Regions from separate parts of the Danio rerio genome. Here region 1 is linked to region 2. The links are chromatin contacts, called in public HiCAR-type maps. All regions are on one chromosome and are shown on one strand. Each heading gives the region's core, a stretch centred on a gene start, on an enhancer-like site or on the middle of the called end of the contact. The rest is flanking DNA. Distances are from core to core; before and after follow the strand shown. Region 1 has its middle 56 kb from the start of btbd3b. Region 2 overlaps sptlc3 (serine palmitoyltransferase, long chain base subunit 3).

The links. HiCAR-type assays count read pairs that join an accessible place to other places.
Region 1: a contact with region 2 is called in a HiCAR-type map of caudal fin, with 4 times the contacts expected there. The contact joins two enhancer-like sites. A contact is called at or near these places in 4 of 18 Hi-C or Micro-C datasets (caudal fin, embryo, fibroblasts and 1 more) and 1 of 4 datasets of contacts at active chromatin or transcription factors (caudal fin).

The regions. Positions count from the first base shown.
Region 1 is chr13:38,561,098-38,566,887 of GRCz12tu, forward strand. No RefSeq gene overlaps it. Among named protein-coding and RNA genes, the nearest start is that of btbd3b, 56 kb to the left of the region's middle. Within about 2 kb of position 3,759, at least 2 of the 62 cell types and tissues checked have an H3K27ac peak or open chromatin away from gene starts, as enhancers often do. A contact at or near this core is called in caudal fin, where this site is marked.
Region 2 is chr13:38,273,711-38,279,721 of GRCz12tu, forward strand. sptlc3 (serine palmitoyltransferase, long chain base subunit 3) reads right to left here. Exons shown (of 12, transcript NM_001003562.3): 9 at 1,789-1,915. Among named protein-coding and RNA genes, the nearest start is that of ism1, 28 kb to the left of the region's middle. Within about 2 kb of position 3,536, at least 11 of the 62 cell types and tissues checked have an H3K27ac peak or open chromatin away from gene starts, as enhancers often do. A contact at or near this core is called in caudal fin, where this site is marked.

The DNA.
Region 1 (5,790 bases), core at 2,509-5,008, 290 kb after region 2:
AAATGGTTAAGCATTTGTTTTACAATGTGGTCAGTCTGCTGGTTTGTCCATTCACACACATTTTTATCATCACATGTTATAACAAAATCGCATGACCTTTTTTAATGTGCATGCTGGAATGTGTTCGGTATTTCTTTCCATCATGGTTTATGCGCATCTTTTCTTATCGAATAAAAAGTTTATCCTGCTCAGTTATGCACGTTTTGTATGTGCATTTTTACAATTTTTATGCACACATATAATATGCGCATAAAAATAGGTGGATGGAAACATAGCTAGTGTTTCTCCTCTGGTTTTAAATGCGAGCGACATTTAAATTCCCAAAAACTGTCATGATATTTTACCAGTTTGTGTTTATTTATGTATCAACTCATCTCAATTTTAAATCTTATGCCTTTGTGTTGTGTTAGTTTATCAAAATCATCTACTGAAGTCTACTGTGATAAAGATATTAATGTGTAAGTATACTGTAGTTGCAGATGGTCAGTTTGCTCTTGAGTGTTTACAGAACACGATGCATCTACTTATTTATATGCATCTATAAAAAAAGAATGATTTGAAAAAATGAATGTTTTATATGTTACTGTACAAATTATGTTTTTTTATGCATCACAGAGTGTCATATGCAATGACTCGAAATCCAAAATGATCATGGTATAAGAATTTCCTATCACTTGAAGCTTAATTTGGCCAAATATGGAAGATACGAGTAGACAAGTGCAAAGATTGGAAGGTGGGTATTGGGACAGGAATCTTCCATCAAATCAATCATCACTTTACAGTTATAACATCACTGATGGAATGTTTAGCCAACAGCTTTTTAAAAACGTTCAAAAAGCTATTAATTTATTTATCAAATACATTTTTGGGGCCTGAAAATGCAGGTTATTGAAAACTATACACCATATAATTTGCTTTCACTTTTACTTATATATAAACAATACTTTTATTGTAAAGTATGACTGTCCTTAACTTGGCGGCATCGTTTAACTGGTCAGATTACAAGGAGGTCTGTCTGAATAGACATCTCTGACTAAGCGTAAAGCCTCATGAGGGGAGAGGTCAGCGGGTGCTAGATATTTCTTCATAATAGTCAGTAAATGCCAAGTTTGTTTGTATTACATTTTTGTAACGAGCGTAATCCACCTTAGTGAATTTTAAACTTACAACCCTTTTATTGGGCCTGCATGGGGATTTGAAGCAGGAAACCAGAGCTAATGCCTATGCTAACTTCAAACAAATGCCAGGAGCTCTTTAAATGTCGGGTAGGCAGGAGAGGGGCTCGTGTCATGGGGGCAGATGGGAGAGAGATGAACCTGGAAGTGCTGAGTTCAGAGACAGATGTCTGCTTCTGCTTATCTGCAAGACCGGAGTTGGTCATATCTACAATCCTAAAAACAGAACAGACGCCCAGGGGTGTTACTGTAAGATTCGAGGGTCAGCCAACTAGAACTAGAACATCTTCCTCCTATAAGTACTGATCTAAAAATTCATATATGCTTAAATCACATATGTTGTTGATAACCCCCTGCTTTCCATCATCTTTAGTGAAGAATTTTGGACGCTGCTTGTGAGTCTGTGCAGTGATGTTTGGAGTAAATGGAAACAAGATTGTCATTGCAGGTCATTAGGGAACTTGGCAGATATCTAAATGTCTACATGTCCTTGCTTTGGATGACTCATTCGCATGTAGAGAGGGAGTGAAAGGATAGACGGCTAAATTGTGTGTACTTGGATCGATTGTCTGCAGCTGTTTAACTCCATACACACACACCATACGCTCCAAATGCTTTGGGTTTATATTTAAATATCAACTGACACTAACAATACACATCGTGTGCATTACAAGGATAAACGTGTCCATGTTAAACGATACATCAACGGTCCTGCAGACTTAACTGATATAGTCTTCGAATGTGGTGCGCACACATACCATTTTATGTCCTCTGGATGTATTGCACTGGCTGTTAAGTTGAAGCACAGACTGCCAGAAAGCCCCGAAAAGCCACAGCCACCCTCACTTTGCTTCAACACCCCCCAAAAAAACAACTCTGAAATGCAGAGCTGCCCCCTCAGTTTGTTAAAGAGAAACTTCTTTCCCCTAAAAGAGGCCAAACTATTTTTACTGGCTTCAGATCCTCACAGAATGCATACATGGAGGTTTTGGGCCAGGGGGAAGGCGATTCCTCAGAAATGCGCTATACGTCTGCATGTGGCAAATGTTTCTGCTTCATAAACTTTAGCAGCTATGTCTGACAGTCGGTGTATTGGAGCAGTGCCTGCTGTGATGATGGGAATATTCATGCTGTGGCATCCTCAGGTTCTCCGTATACAGATGACAGGTCTGGTTGGGTTTGAAGAACTGCTGTGAGAAATAAGAACAATAGCACAATTAGCAGAATTCATGTGTCAATGCATTTAAGTGTAGTATTTTGTAAGTAGAGGTGTATTTATATAGCACCTTTCACAGACATTGTCACAAAGTGCTTTACAAAAATCAGAAAAAAGGTAAAAGAACACATTTCAATAAAATAAAACATAATAAAACAAGTTAAAAACCCAAGTACAGTAACACCAATGCAAAACTAGCTCACCATACTGTTAATTAAAGGCTTGACCAAAAAGATACGTCTTTAACTGCTTTTCAAAAAGTTCAACTGACCCCTGAGTTCTCTGTGCTAGAGGGAGAGAGTTCCAGATTCTTGGGGCCACAACACAGAAGGCACGGTTACCTTTTGACTTTAGACCGTAGACTTGGTAATACCTAATTTTGATGGTCTATTTTATTATTAGGGCGTTCTCACACTATGTACAGTTACCTTGAACCGGGCTGAAGCACGCTTGTCCTCCCTCCCGTCTCCCCCGACAGCCCGCACTCACATTAGATTCGGGCATGGGCACGCTTATGGGCAGCTCATCGGTGATGTGCTGTTCAGTAAGTGCTTTCTCTAAGCACCGTGGACATTTCTTTAGTTGTATTGTTTTAGTCGTTTGGGATGCGGTGACACGCAGTCAAATATTTAGCTAACAGACCAGCCACTTTCAATGCTCATAAACAACCATAATGTCCTTGTGCTGCAGGAATTATGAGGTTTACTAAAGGTGCAGCTGTCATGCAGTGAAGGGTTTGTGTCTTTAATAATCTACAACATATTGCAACTTGTATTCCCTACGTTGTGGGTTCCAAATGTCCCCAAAAGTATAACAATACCAGTAAATTTTGTCTTTATGGGTGGATTTTTTTCCCCATGAGGTAAACGGCTCATAAATCACCCACAGTAGTTTTTAAAAATGCAAAATGTTTCCTGTGAGTGTTTTACGGACAGTTAGGATTAGAATAAGCGGATATAATACACAATTTGTACAGAATAAAAATCATTACGTCTATGAGAAGTCCACATAAAGATAGTTGTGTGTGTGTTTTGGTTATGTTTTGGGCATAGATTTTTTAAAAGGTATCAGAATTTTATCAGAATACAAAAAAACAACAACCTTGTTTTAGGCTCAAATGGTTACACTGCTCCTTTCACTTCCGCAAAATTAAGCACATGACTGAAGTAATTAATATCTCTTCCCACACTTTATATAATTTCTTCCTCTGCGTTTTTGAACTAGTTATGAGCTATTATTATAAATCAATCCTCTCCTCGTCATTCTTATGATTGTTTTTATTTTGCTGCGTCAGTTGTTTTCTTTATCAAAAAGAAAATAAAGCGAGCATTTTTAGGAGGCATGTCATGACTGGAGCGGGTGGGGAAGGGTGTAGGCTACTGAGAATCCCACAATGTCTTTCTTTCCTTGCCAGCAGTACTGTTTATGAAAGTGTGTTTGTATTGCCCTCCCTTGTGTGAACGGTTTGTGCAGCTAAATCATGTTTTATCTTCATCGTATTAGCTTTGGATGGACACTTCCTGTTGATTGTTTTACACTTCCCATGGGCTGATACACTGAAGGCATATTCGATGACAGATGTGACCGTTTTGATGGATGCATTAGTTGTACCTTAGATTAGTGTTCATGCAAGTTACATTTCTAGAGAAGAATTGAGTCTGTGAACACATTTTGAACAATGGTCAAATGAATCACGCACTGTACTTACAGAGCAATTCCTTTCCTTGAGACTTTCTTCATCTCCCACAGTTGGATTCACATGACCACATAATTCCACCACAGAGGTCAAGAGGGCATGGGTCAGGTCACCTCCCTTCATTTGCGGGTCCCACATGCCAGTTAGAATGCCCAAGCTCTTATTAATAGGCTTACAATGAAGCCCACAAGGTTCAACCACAAGACCGGATACACGGGGTCCACAGAGGCATTAATATATGGGGCTAAATTAGCACATCTGTCACACTTTCTCTGTGTGTGTGGGTCTTTTAACATTTCTTTGATTAAATCTACTAAAACACTAAAAAGATGTTAGTTCAGCATATTCTGTACTTAAAACAAGTCATAAAAATAAAAACTGTCTTTTGTTCTGAGATTTCTATTGTTGCTGCTTATATGATTTAAACACTAATAAACTTTAATCTATGGAAACCTATTTCTGCCATTTAAGAATATAAAATAGCAGGCATAAAAATGAAAATCATGCCATACTCGAAGTAATAAAATAAAATTTCAAATGAAAAAGTCATAATTATAACATAAAAAGTTGAAATGATCAAAAACTGACTTAATGACACCACACGATGGACTGTGAATACAGACATATTACAATCTTTTAAAAGTCATCATTATGATGACTTAATGGGCCCTATCATACACCCAGCGCAATAAGGCACAAGACGTGTTGGTCATGATTTGCTGCTATTTTCAGACCACTGCAACTCTAACTTTCATGTTTTGTGTCACGTTGTTTAAATAGCAAATTCATTTGCGCCACTTTGTGGACTCATGGGTCTGCCGGTCTATAAAGGAGGTTTGTTAAGGAGCATTGTTGCCATGTTGCTATTTTTAGAAACTGAAAAATATAAAAACCACTGCTTCTAAGCCTTCATCATGTCTGGGGCTTTTTTTCAGTTTATTCATAACAATTTGCATTTGTATAATGTTTTTATTATTAGCAGTATTATTTATTTTTTAATAATTTGGGGGCGACGCAGTGGCGCAGTGAATAGCACGATCGGCTTACAGCAAGAAGGTCACTGGTTTGAACCTCGGCTGGGCCAGTTGGCATTTCTGTGTGGAATGTGCATGTTCTCTCCTTGTTCGCGTGAGCTTCCTTTGGGTGCTACGGTTTCCCCCACAGTGGTGGGTTTCCCCCACATGCGGTATAGGTGAATTTCAGTATGCCAAAATTGAACATAAAGTATGAGTGTGTATGGATGTTTCCTAGTGATGGGTTGCAGCTGGAAGGGCATCCGCTGCGTAAAACATATGCTGGATAAGTTGGTGGTTCATTCCGCTGTGGCAAACCCAGATTAATCAAGGGACTAAGCTGAAAAGAAAATTAATCAATGAATAAAGTTTAGATTTGTCCACCTGTTGGGTTTTGGTGAGAATACACACTTAATTATTAGTGTTCCTTTATTTGTTTGCTGGAAATTAGAACTGAATTTAGAAATAGTTTTGAAACAAATCTTTGTGCTTAACAAACTAAATTAAATATGTAGGCTAATGCATGTCTTCAGTAGGGTGCCTTACTCCATGAAAGTAAAGGAATAAAAAGTAAAAGGAAACTAAAGAAAAAGTAAAGACACCAAATGGAGGCTCATTCTTTATCCTCGTGCTGCTGATGGTCTGTTTAAGTGTTTTCTCACTAGTTAAGCATTCAGTTTTTCCACTTAC
Region 2 (6,011 bases), core at 2,286-4,785:
TTCTAATTTATTTATTGATCTGAATGATCTGTTTGTACTGAATGAGCATATCTGTAATGTATTGAGGTCCTAGGCCATTTAGTGATTTATAGACAAGTAATAATACTTAAAAATCTATTCTGAATGTAACTGGGAGCCAGTGTAAAGACCTGAGAACAGGTGTGATGTGCTCTGATTTTCTGGTTCTGGTCAGAATCCTGGCAGCAGCGTTCTGGATGAGCTGCAACTGTCTGACTATCTTTTTGGGAAGGCCAGTGAGGAGTCCGTTACAGTAATCCACCCTGCTGGTGATTAAAGCATGAACAAGTTTCTGTAAATCTTTACTGGAAACATAGCATTTAATTCCTGCAATGTTTTGAGATGTATGCTAATTTCTTACTGCTTTGACATGACTACTAAAACTTATATTTGACCTAAGAATAACACCAAAATTCTTGACCTTATTTTTGTTGTTTGACCATTAGAGCCAAGGTACGCATTCACCTTAAGAACCTCATCTCTGTTCCCAAATGCAATGACTTCAAAGAATTTTTTAATTTTTACAATATTAGATTAGAACTTCAGAGAAGCAACACTGTACATATGTACATATACCCACTCAATCACCCTCCCTCACCAGAAAAGGGACAACATATATACATATTAAAATGCCAGGTGTAAATGAGAATGTGTTTTCTTGTCTACCTGCGATCCAATTGATCAAAACTCATGTTAATACCAGGTGTAAAGCATGCTTTAGATCAGTGTGACTCATAATGCCAGTAATAACAGTGATGTGAAGCTTGTCCAAGTCTGATACAGACATCACAGTGTTCAACAAATCAAAACAGCCTAGAGAGATTCTCTCAGCACAAGTTTGGACTAGAACCACTTGTCCGACTGTAGCAGAGGAGTTTTATTTGAAATAGTTATCTGAATTAAAAGGTGTGCTGTGTATACAGACTTTGACACAATCATCCTAAAAGCCTCTTGTGTTTTATAAACATAGCATACGGAAGATTCCACAACTTCCACAATTAAATCTGTTGTTTGCTCTTCTGTTAACTTTGACATCTGTAAGATTTAAAATTTTTTTTTTTTTTGGAGCAGGTCATTGGACAACACCACTGTTTTGCTCTGTTGACGATCAAAAAACCCCAAAAACATTTAAGGAGGATTGTAATAATGACCTTAAAATTGCTTTTAAATAAATTCCAGCCAAACTAAAAGAAATACAACCTATCCAGAAGAAAAGAATATTATAGGAAATACTGTAAAAATTTCCTTGGGAAATATTTGAAAAACTATTGCTATATTTGAAAAAAAGTGGTTTGTCTCTTATGACAGTGTGAACTTCAGCGAAACTAAAAAGAAACACAACGTCTCCTCTAAAAAACATAAATATATGGATTAACGCATATCAAAAACAGAAGGCAGCTTGGGAAAGCCCTTATAACATCTGGTGCCATTCTGCTGACTTCTAATACCTGGAAATATGTGACCTTTTCTTGACTAAAGGTCTGGATTCTTTAAGCTAGTTCTATTGCTTTATTGTAATCTGGTTTCCATTTATTTTTATACGCTGCGGTGAAATACATTTTATATGGTTATTAAATCTCTTTCCTATCAGATTGCTCATGTTTAAGCCAACGTGTTGGGTGGAGAATTACACTGTCTGTTGATATTAGAATCACTGACTGGTTGGAAGTGAGGTCTCGTCATCCTCTGATTTATCAAGTGTATAGTAGTGCTTTGACTAATGTGGACTCTTAAATTGAGTCAGTGTCTATGCAGTTGTTGGTTACTTACCTTCTGTGGTTCCATCGACTCCCATGATGCATTTGATTGCCCTGATGATCTGCTCCACGACAGGTGGCGACATGGCTGTAGCGTAAACCGCACTGTGAGAGTGACACCGCAGATAATCCACCAATTCCTGCAGAAAAAAAGAACAAACATGCAGTTCATTAAAAACATACTTCAACACAAAATTTACTTATAATTATATCACAGAAGTTCTGCCTAAAATAAATCCTGTTGAATTATGAGAAACAAACTTGTTTAAATTGCGACACTGTTAATAGTTTCCAGCAGAATCTACAGTAACTTATTGGCAGCAGTTCGTCATTAACTTACTGTAAATCAATTACAGCAAACAGACTGTATTTGTGTTTATACAACCATTTATCTAGCTCTATATTTATTTACAGCATTGTATGTATATCATTACTGTAAAATACACAGTAATTTTCACAATGCAACTTTAAAATACAGTAACATACTGCAAAACTGTCCAACAGTAAAATATAGTTCATATTACAGTTAAATACTGTCATTTACAAAAATTGTTTACAGTGCAACTTATTTCTAACTTAATTTAATAAAATCAATTCTAAAATATAGTAAATTAAATAAAGAAATGAATACTGACATTAGACTAAGTAATATATTACAATAATTTTATGGTAAATAACACTGTGCTGTGCTGGTGTAAAATAAAGAAAACACACATGGAGCACTTTCTGTTGTCTAGGTCTCTGTCAACAACTTTCCAATATGTATTTTTAGGACCAGAATAGACACCAATTTTGTATATTTTCCACCCTTTCTCATGTGAAAACCTTTTTAAATTCAGGTCCACCAATGTTAATCTATTTACTGTATGTGTTGTTGTCAGACAAAATAGACCCTTTTCACATTTACAGCTTTCTGAGCAGCAGAAGTCGTCATAGTTGTGTAAACTTAGAGCGAACTAAATGGTACAACAAATATTTTATTACAATACTATTTACTGAAATAATAAAAGAAAAATGCCATAATGGTGTTATCAAGACTTTCAGAAAAAGGAGAAAATAGTGTCGGACTGATGACAGCAGCCAGAGGAGAGAATAATGTCAAATTTTTTCTCAGCCCCAAAGATGCTGCATTACAAACACCTCGCAAGGAGTAATTTGTTTTTTGACGCAAAGATTATATAATACCTACATAAATAGATAGAAATTTTCAGGTTAAGCGTAATTAATTTATTTAATGCATTAGCAATTTACTTCAAAACAGGCAACAAACAAAAAATCCAGAGATAATTGAAATTAAAAAAACAAAACAAAACAAAACAAAAACAAAAGGAAGACATTCACAATACGCCAAAAACAGATTCATAATAGCTTACAATAGACAAAGCTTTTACATTTTTTACAGTTTTGAGAGACTTCATTAACAGTAAAAATCAAGATAGTAAATAACAGTTCAATGACTGTTAAACGCGTCATAACAGTCTTGTGAAAAGGGTCTGCACAAAGGCGGCACACACTATCTGCATTTTGATTGGTCAGCTCAACTGTCAATCAAACTCCAAGCTGAACAGTCAATTCGACTTTGATTTTACAAAGATTAATCTGTAAGTTTTAAGCGGAGTAGGTGATCCGTGAGAATTGTATTGTGCACTTGAGGTAAGATATTTAACCTCAGAGCTGAACCAGTAGTAAGCTATTTAAAATGCCACCTACTTGCAAGAGTAAATGAACCAAAACACTGTACAGTCCAAAACACACCACTAGAGGGAGATGAAACTACACTGCAAACAAACACTTACTGATCCACTCTTATTGACCACTTTAATGGCATAATTCACCCAAAAATGCGCATTTACTTACTATTTACTCTCTATTTCTTTATTCTGTTGAACACTAAAAATGATATTTTCAAGAAAGCTGGAAACATGAAACCATTTACATCCATAGCAGGAAAATCATATACTAAAAAAGACAAAGGTTGAATACAAACTCAAACTGATTTGGAATGTTAAATGAGAGTAAAAGATGACAGAATTTTTAATTTTGGGTGAACTAACCTTTTAAATATTTTAACTACAAATCACTTGACATAATGCCTCACATTTTGCTGTCTAGAATTTTTAAAATATGGTGTAATTTGTGTAATTCTGTACACAAAAAACACTAATAAAAATTGTGTGTGCACATATTTTAGGACAATTCTGCTAATAGTTCCAAATAAATTTAGACCTAGCATTTAGACCCCTCCCCCCTAACGTTCAGGTCATGCTTTCAGCCTTGGGTGGGCACCAATACAATGTTTTCCACACAAACAGAAGCTGTTGATCAGTGATGTGACGCATTCTGCTACTTAAACTATTTCTTCCAGACTTAGTTCCCAGTCGTTTCTGCATCCGTTAAAAGGCTCCATAGCAGCAGCCGATAAAGCTGAGCAGTCCAATCTCCAGCTCTTAATCTGTGTCCTCCGACATCTGCATCCATGTGGAGGGGCGAGGGGAGGGAGGCACATGGGCCTCTGCATCCAGATGTGTCCTCTACTTTGAGGACGGGGGCGATGGGCTTTTTAGAAGGGGGGGAAAAATCTGCAAATCAAACATCTGCTTCCACTTAGAGTGCAAGATCTGCAGAGCTTTAGGTCCTGGGAGCTTTGGGGAAACGGCGTAAGATAAGTCAGTTAAGAGAACGTGTCCGAAATCCACCCACATCTGTGGAGCGAAGGACTGGCTGGAGCCGTTTGGCCAACCTCCCACTGCGCCTGTGTACACTGTCCTCACAGCTGGTTTGCTCTGCAGCTTCTGGGCACCATTATTAAAAATAAACTGTCAATCTTACTGAAGGGAATATGAGTTTTTTTTTTTTTTATTATGACTAATTATGATTAAAAAGTAGGTCTGCATAATACATTGTTTAAACCTCAATATTGCAGAGTGTGAATTCTAGTGGTGTAATGGATCACAAATCTCAGAGTTTGGATCACACTACGGTTTTTGAGTCACAGATCGGACCATTTTACGGATCAGCTGAAAAGAGAGGAGACAAATGTCAAAAGCTTTCCATTTATACAAAAATATTACTGCAAAAAAAGCATTGGTTTTAACAAACAGAACTTAGAACCTGTAATTTTATTAAAAAATAAAAATCAAGAAAGAACCAGCTGACAAAAAAGGAAACTATTCCATATGAAAAATGATCTTTGCTACTGTTGCTGATAATGCTAAACATCTTGTACAATAGATCATATTTATTTTCAATTAATGATTCAACATTTTACACATAAAACTTCATGTTTTATTATAATTTTTAAAAACCTATTCAATGACATCATTTTGATGGTTGTTTGTCACCACCCATTGGTTATACAATGTTATTACTACAACATTCACCAGCATCAAGTTCCATTAAACTGTGATTTTAATCTTCACCATAAACATCAGTGTTTATATATGAACTATAAACTGTTCTCCCAGGTACTTCTGTAATATTTAATTGTTTGTAGCTCACTGAAAAAGTGTAAAAACTGAATCTCTTTCGATCAAACGCAGATTTAAATGCAGCGCTTTGAAGGATTAACAAACATATGCAGATAATTATTATTTATCATTTATGTTGCGCAGGTTTAAATTGAGATCACGCTGTTTTAATGTTTGATTGTGTAGCTTTACACTGAATGAATTATGCAGGCTAAACAAACAGTGACAGAAAACACCTTCAATTAATGACCTAAGAAAGCATTTAGATAGGTCCCACAACAACTTTTTCCATCATCATTATATTTTACAGGGAAGCCTAAATGCTTTCATACATATGATCTGAATAACGCGAGAGGCAATCTCTCTGCAATTGTTATAAATGTTGTATTAACCAACAAGTTCAAAAGTTATTAATCCACGAGTCCCGTGCGTTCTGAACTGTAGATTCAGTTACACACTTACACATTGAAGTGACTCCGCAATGTTGCCAAAAGTTGTATCATTTTAAAGGCTTGTGATTGTAAGCATTTCAAGTCTGTTTAAAGCACAATCATTTATTCATTTATTTTGAATCAATGTTTGTTTTAATGTCATATCAGCAACATTAGCTACATTCATGGAAACACCTGTATTAAATATTCAATTTACAATTTACAATTTACAATGCGACACGGTGGCTCAGTGGTTAGAACTGTTGCCTCACAGCAAGATGATCTCTGGTTTGAGTCCTGGCTGGGCCAGTTGGTATTTCTGTGTGGAGTTTGCATGT